Linked DNA regions of Sus scrofa: region 1 is linked to region 2. The links are chromatin contacts, called in public HiChIP or PLAC-seq maps. All regions are on one chromosome and are shown on one strand. Each heading gives the region's core, a stretch centred on a gene start, on an enhancer-like site or on the middle of the called end of the contact. The rest is flanking DNA. Distances are from core to core; before and after follow the strand shown.

The links. HiChIP or PLAC-seq counts read pairs in DNA pulled down with a chosen protein or histone mark.
Region 1: a contact with region 2 is called in an H3K27ac HiChIP or PLAC-seq map of skeletal muscle, with 6 times the contacts expected there. The contact joins two enhancer-like sites. A contact is called at or near these places in 5 of 47 Hi-C or Micro-C datasets (heart right ventricle, mesenteric adipose tissue, retroperitoneal adipose tissue and 2 more) and 1 of 2 datasets of contacts at active chromatin or transcription factors (skeletal muscle).

The regions. Positions count from the first base shown.
Region 1 is chr13:132,250,955-132,254,885 of Sscrofa11.1, reverse strand. The region is part of intron 1 of XXYLT1 (xyloside xylosyltransferase 1); the gene reads left to right. Among named protein-coding and RNA genes, the nearest start is that of XXYLT1, 17 kb to the left of the region's middle. Within about 2 kb of position 2,210, at least 36 of the 83 cell types and tissues checked have an H3K27ac peak or open chromatin away from gene starts, as enhancers often do. A contact at or near this core is called in retroperitoneal adipose tissue and skeletal muscle, where this site is marked.
Region 2 is chr13:131,908,511-131,912,542 of Sscrofa11.1, reverse strand. No RefSeq gene overlaps it. Among named protein-coding and RNA genes, the nearest start is that of FAM43A, 250 kb to the right of the region's middle. Within about 2 kb of position 1,717, at least 16 of the 83 cell types and tissues checked have an H3K27ac peak or open chromatin away from gene starts, as enhancers often do. A contact at or near this core is called in retroperitoneal adipose tissue and skeletal muscle, where this site is marked.

The DNA.
Region 1 (3,931 bases), core at 961-3,460, 340 kb before region 2:
CCTCCTTGCCGACTCTGCCCTCCCCCTGGGAGATACTGGTTCATTTCGCGGCCCCGGCCCCCAGCCAGGCTGCACCTCAGGGAGGCAGTGGGGCGTTTGGAGGCAGCCCGGCTCTCAGCTGTTCCCAGCGTCTCCATGATGCTGGGTTCTATGTCTGTTCTTTTATTGAAACTTGGCCATTCCTCCTTTGAGGAGGGAGGGATTCTTCCCTAGGAAGAGGTCTCCCAGGTGAAGATTTTGGTTCCAGAGGTGGTTCAGAGCTTGCTTAGGGCCATGCAGCCCTGAGGTGGCGGAACGTGGATGAGAGCTGGTCTTTCTGACTCGTAGGCACCCTGTCCTGATGTCTGTGCTGTCTGTTGTTTTGGTGGGTCCTTCCAGGCCCTGCAAACAGGGAATCAGGAGGGCTGGGGTCCCCCAGGAGGGTGCCCGCTGCTCGCTAGGGCCTCACACACACAGCCTCTTCCCCTTGTCAGCTGGTGGCAGGACCACACATTGTGTGAGAAGGGCAGGGGAACCTCAGTGGGCCTAGGGCGGAGCTCATTCCTCCTTCAGGTTCTGCCCTAGAACCAGCCGGGAGCCACCGTTTAGGATGTGGGATCTTAGAGGACTGTCACGTTTGGAGCCCTGCCTCCCTCAAGTGGCAGTGGGTCACAAGAGGTCAGAACGAGGAAACTGGAAAGGCCATGGGGTTCTGTCCCCTGTTACCCATGAGGAAGCTGGCCCAGAGAGGGAAAGTGACTCGGGCAAGGCCACACAGCTAGTCAGCGGACAGGGGTTTAGGCAGGTCCCCACTGCCCACACTGCCTGCCTGCCGTCCATGTCATTTGCTCTCAGGCCAGCTCTGGCAGTGCTGGTCTCTGTGTGCTTCATTGTCTTCTGCCTTTGTTCTTAGCCTGACACATTTTTCAGATCTCACCCACCTGTGACTGCCCTGCAGTCGCCTGTGTTTTGTGTGCATTGAATGGTCTTGCTTCCCGCCCCGCTGAGCAGCGGTTCTAGAATCCAGCTGATTGGGCCTCCTCAGGTGCAGGCCCCAGAGCTGCCCGAAAGGCCCTCACTGCCCCTTTGCCAGGCATTGCTCAGCCCGAATGGGGGCTCATCAGGCCTTAGTGTGTGTGTGTGTGTGTGTGTGTGTGTGTGTGTGTGGTGGGGGTATAAGGAATCCCACTGCTGTCTCCTGCTTGGGTCTGCACCCCTTCAGACCCAGTCCTGCTGTGTCTGTTACAAGGCTGTTTGGGTGCCTGCTCCCCATCATGGGAGCTGATACACATGACTCACAGTAGGTGCTCTGGGAAACTTTTCCTGCTGTACCGTCCAGCTCACCCCACCTGGAGAATCTACTCTGTCTGGAGACCCTTTGCCTGACCTATGCCTCCGTCCTCCTCTGCTCTGTCTGCAGTGGGAGTGAAGCTGCCCAATGGGAGGCCTTGGGGGCAGGGTCCGATTGGGCTCCCTGTGCAGCCTAGTGCAGCAGTGGGCCTGCACCTCTCCAGTGAGCATGGTGTTGGCTACAGATGGGCCTGTGCAGACTCCCAGTCCACCTGGTCCCTCTAAGAGGCACAGTATCATCACCCATCTCAAAATGTGGGGATGAAGTGACGTAATGTGTCTAAAGGAGCTGTGTGTGCACAGCACTGCTGAGGACTTGAGGCTGGGCTGCCCCATCCTCTGTGAAGGCTGTCCTGGCCTGCCTCCTGCCCCCAGAATGGCACCTCATGGCTCATCCTGTGTCCCAGGTCACATCCTGGTGCCGGTGACTGGGCCCCAGCCGGGGATGTGTGAGCCAGCTGCGTGGGTGCTCAGGTGTGTCTTATAAAAGAGCAAATTTGGCACAGAGGTGGCCTGGCTGCCCACCTTCTTCCATTCAGTGTACATACTGAGTAGGAGTGAGAGGATGACTGAGCCCTGGGGGTTGTCTGAGCAGCCTTGCATCCCAGGGTCCCCAGCTCTCTCATAGGAGAGAAGGAGAAGGAATGGGCTTTCTGCTCAGGAACAGAGCTCCCAGGGTGGGGGTGGGAGGAGACCTCGATGTGGGAATACCCTGGAGGGAGGGGCACCTGTACCCCGTGCTTGGCAAGATGCTTGTGATTTCGGCTGCTGCTGATCTGTTAAGGTGAGTTTAATCTGCAGTCCGTGTAGGGAGAGACTCTGGTCTTGGGTCCCCAGGATGGGGCACTGCTGGCGCCTGAGTCATGGCCAAAGTCTCAGGTCCCTGATCGTCCTCCCAGTCTGTGGCTCAGTCAGCCAGGCATGGGCAGTGGACAGGGTATGGGCTGCCCAGCTCCAGGCTTCCCAGTCTTGGGAGCACTGGTCACCTCGGCTGGCTAGTGGCTCCTTTTGTCAGTGACAACTGGACTGTTACACAGTGGGGTGAGCAGTGCTCCAAGAGGAAGTGAGACGGTGGGGAGGTCCGTTGTGTTTACTTGCTCTGCTTCCGACTCCCCAAGCAGCTTTGCTTTGATCGGAAACGTGAGCAACCGAAGTTCGTCACCGAAACGGCTCTCAGAGAGTTGCAGGACTTTGAGAGCAAATGCAGAACGAAGACATTTCTCTTTCCTTAAAGGGAGAGCTCTGTCTCAAGCCCCGGGCTCTGGAAGAGGAAATATGACCTTGCTGTTCAACCTCCTAGTTTCTGGAGCTGTTGACTTCGGCCCTGCCCTGTGACATGTGCAGCATCTGGAGTTGATTTATGGAAATCTGTGGGGATCTGTGAGAGCCTGGAAAGAATGAAAGGGAGTTCTTGCTGCCCTGTGAGAGTATTCAGCTCTGATCCCTGGGCCTTGGGGGGGTATGAGGGGGAAGGGCCCCGAGAAAGGTGGGCAGGTGGGAGCAGTGACAGCCCCCACTTTGTGACCCACTTCAACCAGGAGTATAAAATTATAGATCAGATGGAACATTCTTATTTCTCCAGGTTCCCTTTGGTCCTTGTCCCCTGGCCGGGTACCTCTGGGGTGGCAGGGACAGGGTTTCTCATGGTGGCGCATCTCAGAAACACCCACCCATCTTTCTGTCTCATCTTGTCCTTACTGTTAATGTGGCTGCAGCGTAAATGACTGTCCTATTTCTTTTGTAAGCCATTCTGCAGTCTTCTAATGAATAACGCCACAGAGAACATCTGTGTTTTCCTTCTTTTCAATTTTTCCTGGGAACCCTTCCTTGACTCTTCACAAGGAACACTTTCCATTCCTAAAGGGTCCTCCATCTAAAAATTAATATCAGAAAATCAGGACTCAGGAGTTCCCATTGTGGCTCAGTGGTTAATGAACCCGACTAGCATCCATGAGGACGTGGGTTCGATCCCTGGCCTTGCTCAGTGGGTTAAGGATCCAGGGTTGCTGTGAGCTGTGGTGTAGGTCACAAACGAGGCTTGGCTCCCTGCGTTGCTGTGGCTGTGGTATAGGCCAGCAGCTGTAGCTCTGATTCAACCCCTAGCCTGGAAACTTCCACATGCCCAAGTATAGCCCTAAAAAAGCCAAAAAAAAAAAAAAAATTAAGCAACAAGGATTTATTGTATACCATAGATTAACTAGATTCAGTATCTTGTAATAACTTATAATGGAAAATAATCTGAAAAATATCTATAACTGAATTACTTTGCTGTAGACCTGAAGCTAACACAATATTCTAAATCAACTATACTTCAATAAAATTTTTTAGTATTTTGTTTTTTGTATATTATGAAGCATCAAAAAATCCAGAAAAAAATGTAATAGGTACCTTTTTTCCTACTATATACGTTAAATAGGGGCTAACATTTTGCTCTCTTTGCTTAGATTCTTTTTTTATTTTTTATTTTTTTACTTAAAAAATTTTTTTTATTACTCACATGAATTTATCACATCTATAGCTGTATAATGATCATCACTGTCCAATTTCACAGGATTTCCATCCCACAACCCAGGCACATCCCCCCACCCCCCTAGATTCTTTT
Region 2 (4,032 bases), core at 468-2,967:
TGAGGGGTGGCGGCTGCAAGGCCCTTGAATTCTGTGAGGTTTCTGTTCCATCAGACTCCTGACATTCTGAGAGGAGACCTGGGCTCTGTTTCTGACCTGGAGGGTCACCAGCTGCATGATCCAGAGAGGAGCCTCGTTTCCTTATCAGGGGCCGGGAGTGGGGGTGGGTGGACTCAGAGGTCTCTAAGGCCCCTGTGACCCTGGTCCTGTAGGAAGGGGAAAGGTCTTCTGGAATAGAATTGTTTTTATCTCAGCAAGCGCTGAAGTCCGACATTTCCAAATGAAGCCTGATGAGAGAAAGAAGGAATACTAATACAATCCTATGATTACATAACATGTATTATCTATATATTTTCCCACATACACAGGAGGGAGAAAAACCATTATACTCAGGACCCTGGGGGGTGGAAATTGGGCTGTATTCTTGATTCTTCTGCTACTTGGTTTCCTCTTAGATTTTGCTTCTTCAACTTGGTCCCGCTCAGCTACGGTCGATTGAACAACTAGGCACTTTCATAAACAGGAGCTCCATCAGCTCCTTTTATGCTCTGGTTAGTTTTTCTCTCTAGAGCTTCTTTGCGTCTGTCCAGAGGAACCTGTGAGCTGTCTTCCCATGTCTGTGGTGGGGTGGAGACGTTGCAGGGGGGTTGCCGGACCTGGTAGGGAATTTGACTACATGAGGTCCTGACTCACCTTGATGCCAGACAACTCAGTTCTGAGGAGTTTCGCCTCAGCCATATTAGTCAGGGCTCTTGCAGGTAAACGTGACAGAAACCCAGCTCACACTCGCTTACACACAAAGGAAAACCGTGGGCTCAGGAAACTGGGCAAGATGAGTGGAGTGGACAAGGGGCACCTCTGGATTGAGGACTCAGCGATGTGGTCAGGTCTCTCACCAACACTCAATCACTTTTCTCTCTTTGTGAGTTGTCTTCATTTTTTTTTTTTTTCTACCACAAATAGAAATATTTGGCATGGGGTGGAGGGTGGGGGAAAGAGGAGAGGCAAGGCTGCAGACAAGCCAATTGAATCTACTTCAGTTAGTGGCCCTAGAGGAGAGAGACCTTGCTGTCTACAAGTCCCAGGGGAAGGTTCTCATCAGCTGTCTTAGGCCACATGCCCATATCTGGGACCAACACCATATCCAGGCCAGGTTAGGGCAACAGGGTACTGCCATTGGCAGTCAAATAGAATTCTATAGAAACAGGTCAGGTGGGAAGAGCGGTTAGTAAATGAGGGGGCAATGTTATCAGATGGGGGGGATCAGATACTGTGAGAGATCAAAGCAATAGGAAGCCATTAAAGATATGGTAACAGTCAGTGTCCAGTAACCAGAATAGAGAAAATGTAATAGAAAGAACCAGTTATTAACTAGATAACCCAAGGGTAAAAGGAGACCTCTAAGGTGGGACAGAGGTACAAACTTTAGGAAGCAGCCACTTTCCCCTGGCTGAGGGAGCAAAGGGAACATTTAGAAGCACAGGGAGGAGCCCTGCAGAGCTGGAACTCAGTCTTGGGAGGAGGGAGGGGCCTGTGCCTGGGCCCAGACTCCCAGCAGGGGCGCCAGCTGGCTGTGGACAGTGTCCTTGGGGGGCAGGGTGGGGTGAAACAGGTTCTACAGGAGCTGGAAAAGCTGCAAACTGGAGTCAGCTGCTGCTCCAGTTTGGCCCGGTCTTGGGCCAAGGGAAAAATTGTGCTGGGATGGTGCTCACAGAGACAGGAAGCCCACAGGAAGCAGACGGGGAACAAACAGGAAAGAGCGAGCAGGCTCTCCCGCCTCCAGCCTGTAGACTCCCTCTTGCGCCCCCTATCAGCAGAGCTAACAGCGCCAGCCTGCAAAGCCAAGGGTGAGTATGGAATCCCAGCTCCAGCCCAGCACAGACACAGTGACTTGGTAATTGACCCTGATGTCTTACTGCAGGGGTTCTGGTTGGTGTGGCCTTCAGAGCAGCAGTCTGTCTCCCTCAGGAGGCTGTGGACTTCTGGAGGTCAGGGGCATGACTGATCTATCTGTGTCCTTCTCAGGGTCTGGTACCCTGCCTGGGGGGATCCTGCCCTACTGTGTTCATAATGCTGAAATGTACCGCAGGAGGTCAAGGGGCCAGTGGGTCCTGGGGCAGCTCCAGCCCTGCCTGTCCAGCCTTTACAGTTCCTGTCTGTCTTCCCTCGGACTGTGATTCTAGGCTCTCCCTGGAGTCCTGTGAAGCAGGGATGGGGCATTGAACACTGACTGTGAACACCCCGGGGCAGGCTCTGTGCAGCCTGGTTGGTATGCCCACAACCCTCTTCTCATCCTCACTCACTTTCTGATGAGGTCCCAGCTCCACTTCTAACAAGGTTTGTGGCTTTGGGCAAGTTATTGGACCATCCTGAGCCCCAGTTTCCCCAGAAAGCCCCCTTCAGTCCTTTAATCTCTTCACTAAGAGACAAGCTTGGTCCTCTCCATCCCATGTCCAGCTTCCTTCCTCCAATCCCCCTTCCCCATCATCCTGCTTCTTAAAGGACTGACAATTTCACATCGTATTTAGGCTTTGAAAAGCAGTCAAGACTAGCAAGACAGAGATCTGTGTAGCTCAGAGGAAAGTAAACATTCAGGACAACTGGGACTTGCTGAGCAGGGCTGTGGGACAGCTGCAGGATGAAGCAAGCCCCTGTGGTGTGGCGTGGGGAGCAAAGGAGGAGAGAAGGCAGGAGGGAAAGGGGCTCTGCGTCTACCCTAAGGAAGCAGGAGAATAGGGGGCTCCCAGTGAATTCCAGATCCCTTGAGTGTTTGAGCCCGACCTCTCAGGTGAAGGCCTGAGCCTCCCAGCCTCCAGCTGCTTCCACAGGGGCAACAGTCCCCATGGGGGTAAAGGGCCCATAAAGACTTGGTGTGGCCATGTAGGCAATGGGATTAGGCCAGTGACCGATACAGAGAAAACACGCCAATGACAAAGGGTAGCTCTAGCTGCATTAGAGCCCTGACCACATTCTGGCCTGTGTTAAAGGTTTCTGTGTGTAAGCTTCTCTTTCTCACTAACCTCAAGTTCTTTAAGGTAGAGGCTGTGTCCAATTTTTCTCTGGTGATGTTCTGCCCAAAGAATATGGGGAAGAGGGGTATATCTGGAGACCAAGGTCAAGGCTGGGTGAGGATTAGGAGGGCCTCCTGTGGCAGCGTGGCCCTAGATCACGGCTGTGAGCTGAGGCAGAGGCGTGAGTGGTGGAAGATGGGACATTTCCCAGTGAGGGGCCCTGGCAGGCAGGCAGACAGGATCAAAGCACAGCACCCTCTTTCCCAGCCAGAAGAGAGTTCACCAAAGACCCTGGCACTCCAAGGGGAGGCTAATTGGGTCCTGAGGGCTGACAAGGGTTCCAGGACCCTCTTGGCATCCTTCCGGCCAAAGAGCACCTGCTTCCTTAGGAATTTAATTTCCCTTTATTGAATGCAGCTCTCAGATGAGGCATAGTTTGGGCCATTTCTTTTCATTCTTTTCTTTTTTTTGAAATGAGCCACTCTTGTGAGAAGATTCCAGCACCTGGCACCTTTGAAATACTGGGGTGGGATGGGAATTGACATTTTCCAGAGCAGGTCCTCAGCACAGTTATCACCTGTCTCCCTCCATCTGCTCAGCTGCTCATCTATCTGCCCTGCTCAGCGCTGGCAGAAAGGTTTGCTTACCAGCCAGTCCTGGACAGTCTTTCCTTGGTGGGGGGCTGGTGGGTGGAGAGATGTCTGGTTCCAGACTGCTGACACTTTTTCCTGTGGCCCAGACACACAGCAGGAGGTGGACATACCATCTTTTCCTTCCACCTGAACTTGAAAAATGACTCAGGAGTTGGCCTGTGTTTGCGTCTGAATCCTGGCTCTGTGGCACCCTGGGCAAGTCAGTTCACCTCTCCATTCCTCAGTTTTCTCTTCTGTAAATTAACTACCCCAGAGAGTTATTGTGAGGCTTAAATCAGATAATCAGGGTGAGAAGTTTAGCACAGGACCTGGCCCATGGTGTGTATGATGGAAGTAGAGTTTATATTAGGAGGAGCGCATATTCATTT